Linked DNA regions of Siniperca chuatsi: region 2 is linked to region 1. The links are chromatin contacts, called in public Hi-C maps. All regions are on one chromosome and are shown on one strand. The core of a region is the stretch at or near the end of the contact, and the rest is flanking DNA. Distances in the headings are between cores, read along the strand shown.

Region 1 (7,387 bases), core at 3,018-5,517:
TGTGATTTGCAGGTTTGACACGGAAAGATACTGTTACATTTTTACTCACTAAAGGACTAGAAGGTTTAAAAGGTGTCACATCCCAGACATATTTATTACAGTGTGTATATATATACATATATAGTATATACTGTATATGTGTGTGTGAGTGTGTAAAGGAATGTTTTTTTTAGCAGGAGCCTTGGGCGACTAACTTATGTATGGTGTTAATGACACTATAGTTAGTAAGACAACACACATTCAGTTTGCTCTCTCTTCTCTCTGAACATCTTTGGATGAAAGCTTCCTCTTCAAGTCATGAGTGAAGTGTTAATGGAGGAGTCAGCTGGTCGTGTGTGTAACATCGTGTGTTAGATATGAACTCTGTTTTGACATCAATTGCCTGGTCTCCACTGTTAATCAAAACACATGTGTTAGTAGATTTTATGTTGCTGATTTGTATTTATGTCTATATATATATACATATACATATATATATATGTATATATATATACACACACCCACTGTAAGTATGTGTGTTTTGAATTTGGGAAAAACTTGAATACTTTGAATGTATGGCTGCACTGTATGGACAGTGGAAGCGGTCCAGCCCCCCTCTGTGAGCGGGTCTCTAGGAGGTCTGCCAAATAAGGTTTACAGGCTCACACCAGGCCTGGGGGAGGGTTTGCTAGCTGTTAAGAGTGCTAAACCATGTTCCCCTGGCAGATCAGACCCCCATACCGCTCTGCTTCAAACATGCTGCTGTTTCTTAGAACACGCTGTGCATGTGGCAGGAGAGAGGGATGAAGGGGGAGTCCGAGGGAGGGAGGAGTGAGGTGCAACGGGAATTCTGGCACCTCAAGTTACCACTTAGTTAAATAACACCAGAACGCACGCACCCGCACATGCACTGACACACCCATATAGTAATTCATATCACACACAAAAAGATACACACAAACAAACATGTACAGGGTCTGCACCACACAGCCTGCCAGTATCCTATTAATACCAGCCCCGAGGATGCAGGTCATGCCTAGATTTGTATTTCAAATGCGTCTTTCATTGCATCATCCAAATAGTGATGCTTTAAAGACATTTGGCGCTGCATTAAACACTCTGAGCTTTCAGGTGGTCTTCTAAAATCCACGCACAGATCCATATATGTACCAACATGCACGATAAACATATCCATTTACAATTACGCACACTCTCTCACATATTTCCTGCAGGTGGTCCACGGCTGTTTGGTTCCTTTTTCTTTTTTTTTTACCCATAATTACCATCAGGTTTGGGTTGAAGGTTCAGGTTCAAGCCAAGTTAACCGCACCGCACCACCACCCTACCCCCCACCCCACCCCCGCTGCATGTATTTTTGACAGACCTGATATTGCACTGTATCAACCCTCCCCACATCCCTGTTAAAGGGCCTCTCGGATACATTGGTTCCATCTTGAAGCGGTTCCTAGCATGAAGGACCAGACAGATGTTTGTATCTTTTTGATAATCACTGTGGGAAGACATGCTGAGAAAGGGAATCTGATAGACTAGCGTGAGAGTAAAAGCAATATGATACTGTAGAGTATGATACAGGCACATACAGCATAAAGGTATTCAAAAAGGAATTTGCTCTTTGTACTATGTAATTTTTTCCCTGAAAGGTAATTTTGGATCTTTTTAGATGTGTAAGGAACACATTTATGAGTGAATGAGTCTTATGATATGTATGTACACACTAATGGACATACATATCATATTATTTGTCATTTGGTTTTCTCATTTGTCAAGAAATGTGATGCTGGTCCATTGCTGAGCAATTTGAAATGCATGGTGGAGTGTTGAGGGCTCAGAGTTTATTTTACTCTTAACTGGAGCTATAAGTGGGTATAGAATCCTGACTTAATCAGCACTGACAATTGAAAGTACAAGTGAATTTGTCTGATGGCTGGAGTTTGTTGCATCAGGTCTCTTTGTATAGTATACTACCCATGATCAACTACTGTATTTAGAAATGGTCAATTCACTAATGATGCTTCTTGTCTTTCTCTCTCCCTCATCAGATGACTCCAGTTCAAGAAGTGGAGCAGGGATGGCCAACGGTGACTCTGAACATGCCCCAGAGCTGGCTGGGAAACTGGGTAACCACTCGTAACTTCTCTGATCTTATCACTACAGGCATATAAACATTTGAAAATGAGCCTAGAGGTGACACTTTAGATAGCTGAGAGTGTGTAACATTTTAATAAGTACAGTAGCAGAATGTACAATAAACACCTTGTACACTGTCACAGGGGAGAAGGTGAGGGTATATGCCCACACACAGGCCCACATCAGGTTGGTCGTTTGCTCAGATAATTGGTTCTGACAAAGTGGAGAGCAGTCTATTTGTGTGAGGTGTGATTTGGTGGGACACATTCCTTCCTTCTCCCCCCTCTCCCAAGTATCCCTGGCCCCTCTGTCATGTAACTTAACCCTTCTTTCTTTACTTGTTTTGTCCTTTTATCCAACTTTCTCTCCTTCCCCTTCTCCCTCTCTTTCTCTCTCTCTCTGTCATAAACATCCATGAACACTCACACTTACTCTCTTTGTTTTTTTCACACACATTTCGCAGCAGCAGGGATGCCAACACAGGGGGCTGTGGCAAAAAATTGATCCTGATTAAAAACAATCAAATAAATAATGTAATGTGAACATTGTATTTCTGCTGTTTACCTTGCGATTGTTGCTGGACTTCCTGGATTGTATTTTATTGATAAATGTACTGATAAATTTTCAACAACTACGTGTGTAAAGGAGTAGTTTGTCATTTTGGAAAATACGCTTATTCCCTTTCTTGCTGAGAGTTAGATGAGAAGATCAATACCACTCTCATATCTGTGAGTTAAGTATGAAGCTAGAGCCAGGAGACAGTTAGCATAGCTTAGCAAAAGACAGGAAGGAGGAGGAAACAAGGCTCTCGGCTGATTTTTTTTTAACCAAGAAACAGTTGCAACTTCTTATGAAACAACAAATTGTCTATTTTTACATTTCTGTTTGTGTATGGATTAAACAAACAATATCTGTGTTAATTACTAAGTTTAAAATGTGTTGTCAGGTGTATTTGTGAACGTTGGAGAGAACCAGGCTAGCTGTTCCCCCCCGGTTCCAGGCTTTCTGTTAAGCTAGGCTAACTGCCTCGTGGCTCTAGCTGCAAACTTGCACAGACACGAGAGTGGTATCAGACTTCTCATCTAACCCTCAGCAAAAGATTTTAACTTTGTTTAAGCTTAACCAAAGTCCAAATCCTGATCTAAATCTTCACCTTAAACCTAAATGTAAGTGTAATGTTAACACTAAACCCAAGTCCTCACCTAAACTACTCAAATCAAGATTAGCCAAAATCTCCTCAATCTCAGAATCCAAGTTGGAAATCACAAGGCTCTCTTTCTCTCTCTCTCTCACACACACACACACACACACATACTCCCTCTGTCTGTCTGTCCATGGCACACTGTCTCATCAAAGGCGGTCAGTCGTAGGGTCAGCAGTATTTTTACACTGTGAAGTCTGGCGTTGAAGTGGCCCCTGAGACTCAGAACAAGCCTGCCCTTTCGCCAGTTCTGGCTCTCACCTTCTCCCCTCTTCGCCCTCTCTATCACTGCTCACTCAGTTCGCCCTCGCTTCTCCTCTCTCTCTGTTTTTCTTTCTTTCTACCTCTTCATGTGTCTCTCTCTTACCTTTGCTTTTTTCTTGTTTTAACTACATGTCTCGTTCTCTTTGTTCTCAATTTCTCTGCCATCACTCCATTTTTATTCTTCTGTCAGTCGTCTGTATGTGCTAACCTTGATTTGAACTTCACTCTCTTTCTCTTTCCATCTGTTTTCTCCTTAACTTCTGTTTGCTTTGGTTCAGTTTGGATAATATAAATCAGTTCATTTCAAATGTATTTTGTTCATTCTCTAGTGTCTTCTTTATCCAATCCAGTTCAGCTGCTCTTTGCATTGACTGTTCTCTCCTCTTTTCAATTATTTCAGTCTAAGCCAGCACAGTTGAATTTATGTAATCATCAAAGTAGGACATTGCCAAAACATTAAACTATTAATCATTGTCTTCTACTTCTCCACCACTCTCTGTTAGATCTATTGACTGAGTCTGGTCACAGTTCAGCTGTAGTCCAGTAGCTTTTCTTAGTCACGGGGGGGACAAATGCAAGACTAAAAAGCTGTTCGGTTATGTTTGTTTTGTCACCCTGCCCAGCTTCCTGTCGGTCAGCAGACAGCTATATTCTACTGAGTAATGCAGCCGTAGTGAAATCTCCTCATTTAAGCGTGCAAACCCGTCACATAACTCTCCCCCCTGTTTGTTTACCTAGCGCTAGAATAATAACTGTATCCAAAGAAAGAGACACAACTGCAGTAGTTTCAGGGTGATTTATTGCCCCAGTTGATGGCTATCTGCTGTGGCTAGAACATGAGGGCTATAAAATCAAGCACTCCTGTGAATGATTTCCTCTCCTCCCTCCCTACTGGATAGTTTTCTCCCTCTTTGATCTGTTTTCACTGCTCGCTGATTGTTGTGTTTCTTTAAAGAGGGATATGTGTGTATTAATAGATGCATGGGTTTAGGTTAGGTTTTGTCAAAAGGAGGAATATGTATCCTTGAATGGCTAGATGGGGTGAAGTCATGTAACTGCGTGAAGGGATGTGGATGTTTGAATAGGTATATGTGGTTAACTGGCCATTTTATGTTTTGTAAGAAAGGATTTGCATCAATTTTTGGTGTGATGCTAAGCGTTTTATGATTTGTGCACAGATATTTATTCATGACGGATATTTACAGTGATGTTACATAGCTGTCTAGCGGGTGTCTGGGTTTTACGATGGGGTCTCATGGATGCATGATTTGAGGTAAAAAAGAATCTGGTGTATTTGTGTATATGCATGTGTTTGTATGTGAAGGTTCCCGGTCATGTGAGTAAGTCTTTTGTGTCAGAGAGAAGAGGAAGTGATTCAAACATTTTTCTCAAACAAAACAATTAGGTTTATTACAGCAAATTAGGCTGTAGATACCAAGAGGCACGTTGCCATATGTTTTTATAGCACAACATGGAATTCTTGGCCCTGCTTGTGTCAATGACCTCAGCCTGTCTGACGCTCCTTACACTGCAAAACAAGTTAACATCTTAACAAGTTAACAAGTTTCGTGTTCAGTCCTAAAAATTCACTCAATCTATGCCTGTTCACACCAGGCATGAATGTACTTGTGTGTAGATGCAGATTATTATTAACTCCAAAGAAACTGATTTCATGGTGTGGAGTGGAAGGTTACGCATCAGTGCAGAGTATTCATGGGGCAGAAAATTAATTTGTAATCACATTAGTTGCTGCAGATGTCTGCATGCATAAACAAGGGTTCAACCAATAAAACGTCAGATTGAGCAACAAGGAATCAACACACAGTTCATAAAGCCAAGCCAAGCAACATGCTACAATATCTGTGTGATTATAGAGTTTCTTTCTTGGAGAATGCTCAGTCCTAGCTGACTGAGAGGGAGAAAGAGAGTTTCTGTGTGTTACATATCTCTTTATATTTACATTTTTGGTTTGAATTTGTATCCAGAGTAACCCATATTCTACAGGCAGCCAATAGCAATACACCTTGTTTTCCAATACTAGATCTCTTTCTAATTATAGTTCCAATTATCCCTTTCACCCTCTTTCCACTCGCAGTACGTCCACGTTTCACCCAGCCGTCAAAGATGAGGAAGCGTGTCATCGCTCGCCCAGTGGGCAGCTCAGTGCGCCTGAAGTGTACAGCAAGCGGAAACCCTCGTCCGGACATTGTCTGGCTGAAGGACAGTCGGCCGCTGGTGGATGAGGACGGTGGAGCAGGAGGAGGAGGGGAAGGGAAGAAGAAGAAATGGACTCTGAGTCTGAAGTACCTGACACCAGAGCACAGCGGGAAGTACACCTGCCACGTCTCCAACAGAGCAGGAGAGATCAATGCCACCTACAAAGTGGAAGTCATACGTGAGTCACCATGTTTTCTAGAGAGAGAAACTGGGTGCTTAACCTCAAACTTATTCAGCTTTGATAAAGATTGGTTGAAGCTTCATGCTAGGAAGAATCTGCCCAGTTGTGTGTGTCCTGTCCCAACAGAGCAGGAGAGATCAATGCCACCTCCAAAGTCTGTCCCAGACTTTCAAAATGTACCAGCATCCTCTATAAAATAGCAGAGAATTTCCCCTTCCATTTTCATTATCCCATTATCTGTCAATAATTCGATTAGTATATAAAATGTCAGAAAATAGTGAAAGTAAAAAAGTTTCCAGGGCTCAATCTGACCGCTAAATAGCTTGTTTTGTCCGACCAACGGTAGAAAACCCCCAAAATATTCCATTTACAGTTATATAAAATGGAGAAAAGCGTCAAACCCTCAAATTGAAGCTGTAGGAAAAAGCTAATAATTGGCATTTTTGCCTGATAATGACACGATTAACTGATCATCAAAGTTGTTGACTGTTTATTTATTGTCGATTGACTAATCCATTCATCAACTAATTGTTTCAGCACTACTTTTAAGAGATGAAGCATACTAAAAATGTTTCTGTAAAATTTTTTATCTATGTAAAAATGTGGCTGCATGTGGTCATTTCATGTTGTGACACATCAGAAAGCATATTTTTGGAAATGTGGTGTGTGACTTGTTGAGCAAACAATAGCATACATTGTGTCGTACACAGTATGTGTGTTATTGTTTGACTGAGAGGCCTGTCTAACTAAATAATAGGGTTTGAAATGGGTATTGTTTCCATTCTGACCCACAATACAGTGATTATGTAGAATGTCAAGAACACCATTATTAACTTTTCAACTATTTAAATGATTTGCTGGCAAAGAGTCTGATGCCAGTGATCAGTATTTTGCTTTCATAAGAGATTGCTGCTTATTCTGTTTGGAAAGGACCCGAGTACAGATTTCCATCGTGTTTTAAGAGAAAAAGACTTGGGGGTGCCCCAGTAGCTCACCTGGTAGAGTGCACACACCATGTACGTTTGTACAAGGCTGAGTCCTTACCGCCGCGGCCCTTTGCTGCATGCCATCCTCTCTCTCTTTCTCACATTTCCTGTCTCTCTTCAGCTGTTCCAAACAAATAAAGGCAAAAAATAATTTTAAGATGGTCAGTCATCAGCAGGTTTCTCTTATACCATTTAATATAGTATGTTGAATGTGTTAACCTACAGTCATAAGAGTAAGTTAAAAATCATGACATTAAATAATATTTTTCATGGCAGATTTAGCTAAACTTGGTCTCTCAGGTTGAATTTGACATTTAGAGAGTACATAAGATTATGTTACATAACACATACATACACTTACAACATAACAAATTTGAACCACAGGGACAGTATCAACCAAAATTTTAATGT
Region 2 (7,387 bases), core at 2,147-4,646, 59 kb before region 1:
TTATCACATCTACAGTCTCATCAAGAGGGAGTTTAGTCAAATCAGATGGCATCAGAGCCGTTCCATAGATCATAACAGGAGTCAGAGTCTGTGGTGTTTTTAACATTTTATATAAAGCACATTAATCTCACTCCCTACCTGATAGAGCCACATGTTCCCCTACTGGCCTCTACTAAACTGTCATAGTTTCACTTAATGATCTTTCTCAGTTCAGACTGTTTTACTGTTTTTGCTTTTTTTAAACATGATTGCGCTTTGTGACTCCCAAAAATTCAGTTGTTCTTTTTCGTTTCATCTCCAGTTTTAAGTTTTAGAACTTTTAATGTATTCAACTGGGGTGGTTTGACTTTGTTTCTTTTCTCTGGTTTTTGAATTGGTCTCACATTTATTTCTAGGTAGCATTCAACAGTCCTTCAAAAATTTCAAGTTTGCACTTTAGAAATCTGCAGATAGCCTTTTTCCCAGCTGCTCAGACACTCTGAGAGAGTCCCAGGAGTTTGGTCTGCCTTCTCTAGATGCTGAAATAAAACACAGTGGTTAAAGGCATGGAACTGGAGCACAGCCATAGACAATACTCTGCTGTGTTTCACTGTTAAACCAAATCATTGCTGTAAAGATGGCTGTATTAAATGACTGTTTGACTAATGTGAAAAACTGGGTATCCTATAATGTCCTTCAGCCCATTTCGGACAAACCTGAGGCTGTTTTGAGCCCAAACACTGGCTGGAACTGAAATTATTTAAATTTGTTCCTGAAGCATTAATGTATTTAGGACTGCAGAAGGTATCTATGATTCATGTTTAAACATTGACCACCATCCAAAAAGCTTGTTTGACATATTTTTACAAAGTCAGGAACATTGCACAGGTAATACTTTTTTCAACAATCGGGACCATCCTTTGATCCATCCTCTTGCCTTTTAGTTTTCCATTTGTAGAAAGTACTTCTATGTTCTTCTCTGTCCAGTGGATTTGATAACTTGAAGGTCAATTAAAAATGTTTAGATTACATCATCCTTAACAAGAAGGCTTTCTGTATCTCCACTTGCTATCAAATATTGCCCATATTTTGACTAACACTGAATGATGTACAGTAAATATTACAAGACTTTCTCATATCTGCAATTAGCTTGGCAAAGTAAACACCTGTGGTTTTAGATATTTTTGCGTTGGTTCAGTCAGTATTATCACCCCCCACTTACAAGACATATTGACTAAGCTTGTAGTCCACAATCAGTTTTCCTTTTGTGTAGAGGACAGTTTGCAAAATAAACTGTGTTTATTCAGGAATTTTCCCCCCTGATTGAGTCACCTGTCTGTCATGTGACTGCTTCCGCTGTTGTGAATCAAAAGTGTGAATAAGTGTGATGGAGGAAACCACAGACTGCAAAGTTTCTCTCTTTCTCTCACAGAGACTTTCATTTTATTTATTTATTGATATATATTGATATTGTACAAGAATAGGAGAACTGGGAGAGTCTCTTCAATCATTTTGCATCCTACAGTAATAAAATATAATTCAGTATCATACAATACAGTGTGTTTGACTTTGACCTATCAATCAATTAATGTTTGGTCAACCTTGGAAAAAGTTAAAACTGCATCATTTTATCTCAGTTATGTATTTACTGGCAAACTGGTGGCAGAATAACTCTAACAGCAGAGTTGGGTGATAATTCTTTGTGGGTTTATAACTACAAGCTACCCCTTTCACATTAGACAGAGTCAGATTGATTCCAGGTTATTGTTAAAAAAAAAAATACAGGCACTCCTGTAAAGAACAAGAATTACACTGTCAAAATATCCACAAAATGCATACAATGACATCAAACTGCATCTTTTAACTCCTATTTCATTTGTATATTTTTTCCTATGTACCAAGTAAGACCTATGCTTTGAGTATAGGAGGGGAGGGGGGATCAAATCTCCACTTTTAAGTGACCTTGACTAATAACAGGATGTTGAATAATTTGAATACACTGAAGAGTCCTGCCCTCTACAAAGAGCTGAATTAGTTTAAAGAGCAGGTAATAAGAAAATAACAGCATAAGTTCAGACTGTTTGTCTGGGATGGTCCTGATGCATTCCCAAATATAGACCTATTTTTCAGGCTATAATGTAATTACAGGACTTGGATCCAAGTTGTGTCCATCTGTCAAGAAAGTCCTCTCTGCACTGAGATTGATCCAAACCTACAGGATGAAAACGCGGGTGTGCTGTTCCTCCTATCACCAGGAGATGGCACTACTGCTGCACAGTGTGGAAAAGAATAGAATCATCAAGGTTTTGTAAGATTAGTCTGTTATCTTAATAAGATTATTATTATTGGACAAGTTATTATTAGTGAAAGAGTACCGCATATGCAAAAATGCACCATCATCCAAAGTGCCTCAGAGAATGTTTATATCAAGCTATCTAAGTACACTGACAATTTAAGATTTTAGAGCATGAGTTGACAACAGAAAATACTTTTCAGATGGGTAGAGGGACATTGTCAACTGTCTGAAGCTCCACTCAGAAGGAGACAGAAGCCTAAAGATTGTTAAAAACAAAGTCTGCAGGATGATTCATTGCCCTGCACAGTACCTGCATAATTCCTACAGGACTCCTTCACAACGGAAACACATTCCTAAAGGACTTTTTTGTATCAGGTCAGATCAGAGATCAACTGGTCAACCACTGTCAATCATTGCTAATCCCCATACATATCGAAAACACACTGCAGTTATGTGCATGTGTGATTTGTTTAGTTGAAGAGAGTGAGAGACTTGAACTTGAATTTATTTATCTTCTATATTTCCTAGGCCATCAATTCTGCAGGACATCTTCAGGAGGAACCAAATTTACTGTTATGTCCGTTATGTCGATTTTTTTAAAAGCACATTGCTGTACTAATGTCTAAATGCCATGAGGTGGCAGTGTTGGTTCATAATGTAACATCAAACAAGCTCGCATGGACAAAAGCAATGAGGTGCTGGACATGCACTAGGCTTCATGAATAGAACAGAAAGTAGAAAAGTAGAAAATAGAAAAAAAAATGTCTGAATTATATAGTTATTTAAATACAAATACTACTTCTACTGTTACTGCGACTACTATGCCTACTATTTATAATAATGACAATAATAATAATACAAATAACAATAATGAAACGAATAAAGGTAGGAAATTAAGAATTGTGAAAAGAACTTTTTCACATTTACTCCTGTAGCCCCCTCAGGGACCCCTGGATGAAGGTTTTAAATCAAATTATTTAAGTTCATTTGAGTTAATGCCCCCCTCCTGTACCCCCAAACCGCTCCAAATTTGTCCAGCACGTTCCTAATCGTTGATTGGTCCGCTCTCTGATTGGCCTGCCCTCTGATTGGCTGAAAGTTCTGTACTGAGACAGTCTGTCGACGTAGTTTGTTTTCTCGCCTGCGGCTGAAATTTACACTGTGAACGCTGCTGGAGGCAATATTGATATAGTATTCAGGTTTTCATTTTAATAGATGTGTGAATAGTCACGCAAACACGCAGAAAATGTAGATAAAGTGTTTCCGTTTTTCTCTTTCTTCCTTTTCCCGGTGCTGTTAGTGGTCTCCCTCGAGCGTTTTAACGTTGCATGCGGACTGTCATTCAGAAATACTACAGCCTGCATTTGGAGCGCTCACGTGTTTGACCTTAGCCTATATATTTTAGATTTTTTTTCCTACATTTACTCATATGTTTTTTCGCTCGCTTAGTTATAGCTTACTTTTGTATACTTTGTATAAGTCGACTTCATTTACTACAAGTTGGCGTTTCGGTGACAGACGCGTCTCTTCACATTTGTAAATGATTCTTTGAATCGCGAATTAAGCTATCAAAATCATACAATCATTGGAGAGGAGTTGAAGAACATTTTTCGGGATAGAGGCATGGTTTACGTGCAGGTCACCAGGGGGTAACAGACTGTGGCTATTTCATCACTGCTGGGAGTTTTACAGTAAGTCTTTATTAATAAGCCAAAGTCACTGTTATATGTAGGCTATATCATGTATCCACAGGGTCTCAATGTTTGTCGCACTTTATAGTACGTTTACAGTGAACTTGTATCATAAATCACCTTTCATTCGTATGTATTTTTCTATATAGGCTACCGAGTTTTATTTTCCCCCGATTAAGTTCATTTCAAGTTTCATTTTGAGTCAAACTTATGTCATATTCCTATATCATCTTCAACGGTATTACTGTACAGAAGTTGGTACTTAATGTTAAGTTTTGCTATATCTGTGAATAATAAGAGTTATAACATGTTGCAGCACTTGACTAAATGCATTAAGTGGTTACAACTATAGACAGCACATTCATATAGTACAATATGGTTTAATAACGTCATACTGTATGGATGCAAAGAGTTTATGATAATTACATTATTATTTTTTATTAATTGGCATGTCAATTATTTATTTTATACAAGTGATAAATAAATAAATCATTAGACCTCCAGTCTGGGATCATCATAATGCAAACAATCACAGGTTGCAGGCTGTTCCTCCTTAAAGAAACTTTTACATTTACACTTTCAACTGCTTTGTATGATGTTTATTGTAAATTTAGGGAAGAAAGATTGTTCTCCCTGTAAGATAAGAACTGTACTTATGCAAATAGAAATGAGACTAAACCTGATTTTGGTAGGTTGAAAATCTACTCTTGATTTCCACAAATCATTTATCCTGCACTTTTACGTGTGTAGCAGATTTTGGTGAACTGAGACACTGAGGTTGACAAAGGCTGATCAAAGATACAGCATGTGAAGTATTGAAATAAGATCTCATAAGGTTCAGGGAAGAATTTATGTGGCGGAAAGATTAAAACCACTGTAAGGAGAGACATATGGACAGGTGGACAGAATAAATCTGTAAGGAAAATAGTTTGACTTCCAGAAAATCTCTGCTCCTTACTTTTTTCTGACTGCCGTGGACATCTGTAGAACCAAATCATGTTTAGAAGACAGTATACACTGAATAGAAGAGATGGAAGCGAATGCATGTGTTATTTCACCTTCTATCTAATGCCTACCTTTAGAAACTTCAGCCTGGTAGGTTTTCAAAACATCTGCACAGGAACTAATGGTGTTATAAGAAATACACCTGTCTCTCAGCTTTGTTCACAGAAACTAGAGACTTTTATTTTATTACTTTCCCTGATTAAGGACTAAGTTGATTATTTTCTACCAGGCTATTCCTACTTTTGTCTCGTCTAAAATTCAAGGCAGGTTTTCACATAGATACTCACCAGATGTCAGCCAGTTGGTAGTAAATTAGGTTTTAATTCCATGGCGCTAGCAGGTATTTTGGAAGCAATTAATCAGAAAAACCCATCAGATGGTCAAATAATGAATGTGGCTGGTGGATTTTTGGAATAAATCAGACCTTGACAGTGGACAATGCAGCATTTTTGATAAATTAATGATTTATATACAGAGATGCAATCTAAAAGATTAAAATGCACCTTCAAGGTGGGAAATAATTACTCAGTATCTCCTAAATATATGAATATTTCTCTAATTTTATTTCCTTTCAGATCAAAGAGACTGAGCATTCTTCTTCCTGAAAATTAAACCAATATGAAGCTTCTCTGGGTCTTTCTGTTGCTGGAGATGGTCCTGATGTCCGCTGCTGCCAGGGGTGAGTAACAGAAGCACTGATTTCAACAGAGACTTGGAGCATTACCGTCATCAGTCCCAGCAGTAAGATAATGGCATTAATATAAATCTCTATCTGGCCATACTTGTAATAAAGTCTTCAAAAGATTCTCCTTCAGAGTAAATTTACTGTAGTGAAATTTCCTATTTTTGCGTTCTTGCTACACTGCTGTTCCAACCCCAGGAGGATTTGAAACATGGTGGTACAATTGCTTTGACTGTGTTTCAGACACAACTGTCTCATTTAAGCTGAAAGTATGATGGGAGGACAGTGGTAGATGCAGGAACGAACCCTCTCCTCTATCTTTTCTGTCACCTGTTGTTTGGAACTACTCTTAATTGTGTGCTTTGAAAAACTTTGTGCTTTGTTATCCTGTATTTGCTCATTCTGCACTGATACATTTGCTCAGATTTTGGAATATCTGCAGACACTCCTGGGGTGAATTTAACTTAATGAATGCTTTTGCTCTTTAGATAGTCAGTGAACCTTTGCCGTTGACTGGTTATTCAGTTACTGGTAGGTATTCTTGCACTTCCCTGGCAGTAGTGTGGTTTTCTACCTTCTGGTTATTTTGCAAGGATGCTATCTTGCTGACTGTAGAGTCAAATTTAGTATTTCAACTCATAATCTAAATTGAACAATACCCTCAATACTCTGCCTGCTACCTTGTTTCTTTCAATGAAACTAAACATAATAAAACAAAAAACAACAGAAGCTCTACATAGATGAGAACGATCTATGACCCAGCCTGCAGGCATTATGGGTAGACGGTTGTGGAGTTGGCGCCTATTCCCGAGATCACACCAGTGATGAGTTTTCAGTGGGAACAAAGCTGCATTCAGCGAGGCGAGGCCGGGCCAGCATGCAGACACGGGGCCGAAAGTAAACACAGGGCCATAGACCGCAAAGAGATGAGATTAGATTAGCCTATTAGGGATGTTTGCTGTGCAATGCCACAGCATTTCCTCCCCCTTACCGCCTGCAGTCTGTCAATGAAACCAGGACAGGCAGCAGAAGGAGACAGAAGGTGGGGGTAAGGGTGGAAGGGAGAGAAGAGGAGAGAGATGGAAGGAAAGAAAAGAAAGAGGGTGAATGGGAGAAAAACAGGCCTCGGGACATAGGAAAATTGGAGTAATAATGGATGATAAAAGAGAAAGAAGGGAAGTAGGGAAAGGAGAAAAGGAACTAGGGGGAAAAAGTGAGGAAGAAAAGGGAAAAAATGGACAAGGGAAGGAAACAGATTATAGGAGGGCATGTGAGCAAGAGAGCAGGAGAGCATGAAGAGGACAGAGGGGACAAAATACCATTATGAACCATTAGAAACTGAAGTTCTCCCTTATCTTGTGATAGGCTAGACTCGAGTTGCCAGACAGATCCTCTCTCTTGGTTAATTTACAGTATTACAGTATTAGACATCTAACTTAAGCTACTGTGAAATGAGGTTGTAGAAAGGAGAAAAATTGTTAATGTTTGTTTCTACATTTGTCTCAGGCAACTGATATAGAGCAGAAAGGGTAAGGTTTAATTTTTAGCAGAGGTCAGAAATAGACAGAGAGTTTGTTTATATGCAACCCAATTTTAAAGGAGAAGTAATTATTGTTATTTTTTGTAATTTATTTTGTTATTGCCTGTGTAACACTGACTGATATTATGGCAGCTGAAAGACAGTACGCCAGTAGGACGCTGGGTTTTGGTGGCTCCATGGCCTGAGGTTCATAC

Evidence for each region. A called contact is a pair of places that touch in the nucleus more often than the background predicts.
Region 2: a Hi-C map of liver shows a contact between it and region 1, with 2.7 times the contacts expected there. The contact joins the promoter of fgfrl1a here to the enhancer-like site in region 1. A contact is called at or near these places in 2 of 3 Hi-C or Micro-C datasets (liver and skeletal muscle).

Annotation. Positions count from the first base shown.
Region 1 is chrLG8:8,625,406-8,632,792 of ASM2008510v1, reverse strand. It overlaps fgfrl1a (fibroblast growth factor receptor-like 1a), which reads left to right. Exons shown (of 8, transcript XM_044205316.1): 4 at 2,040-2,117; 5 at 5,688-5,987. Among protein-coding and RNA genes, the nearest start is that of LOC122880592, 21 kb to the right of the region's middle. Within about 2 kb of position 4,267, the one cell type or tissue checked has an H3K27ac peak away from gene starts, as active enhancers do. A contact at or near this core is called in liver, where this site is marked.
Region 2 is chrLG8:8,683,302-8,690,688 of ASM2008510v1, reverse strand. fgfrl1a (fibroblast growth factor receptor-like 1a) reads left to right here and starts at 3,396. Exons shown (of 8, transcript XM_044205316.1): 1 at 3,396-3,966; 2 at 5,547-5,650. The coding sequence starts at 5,590.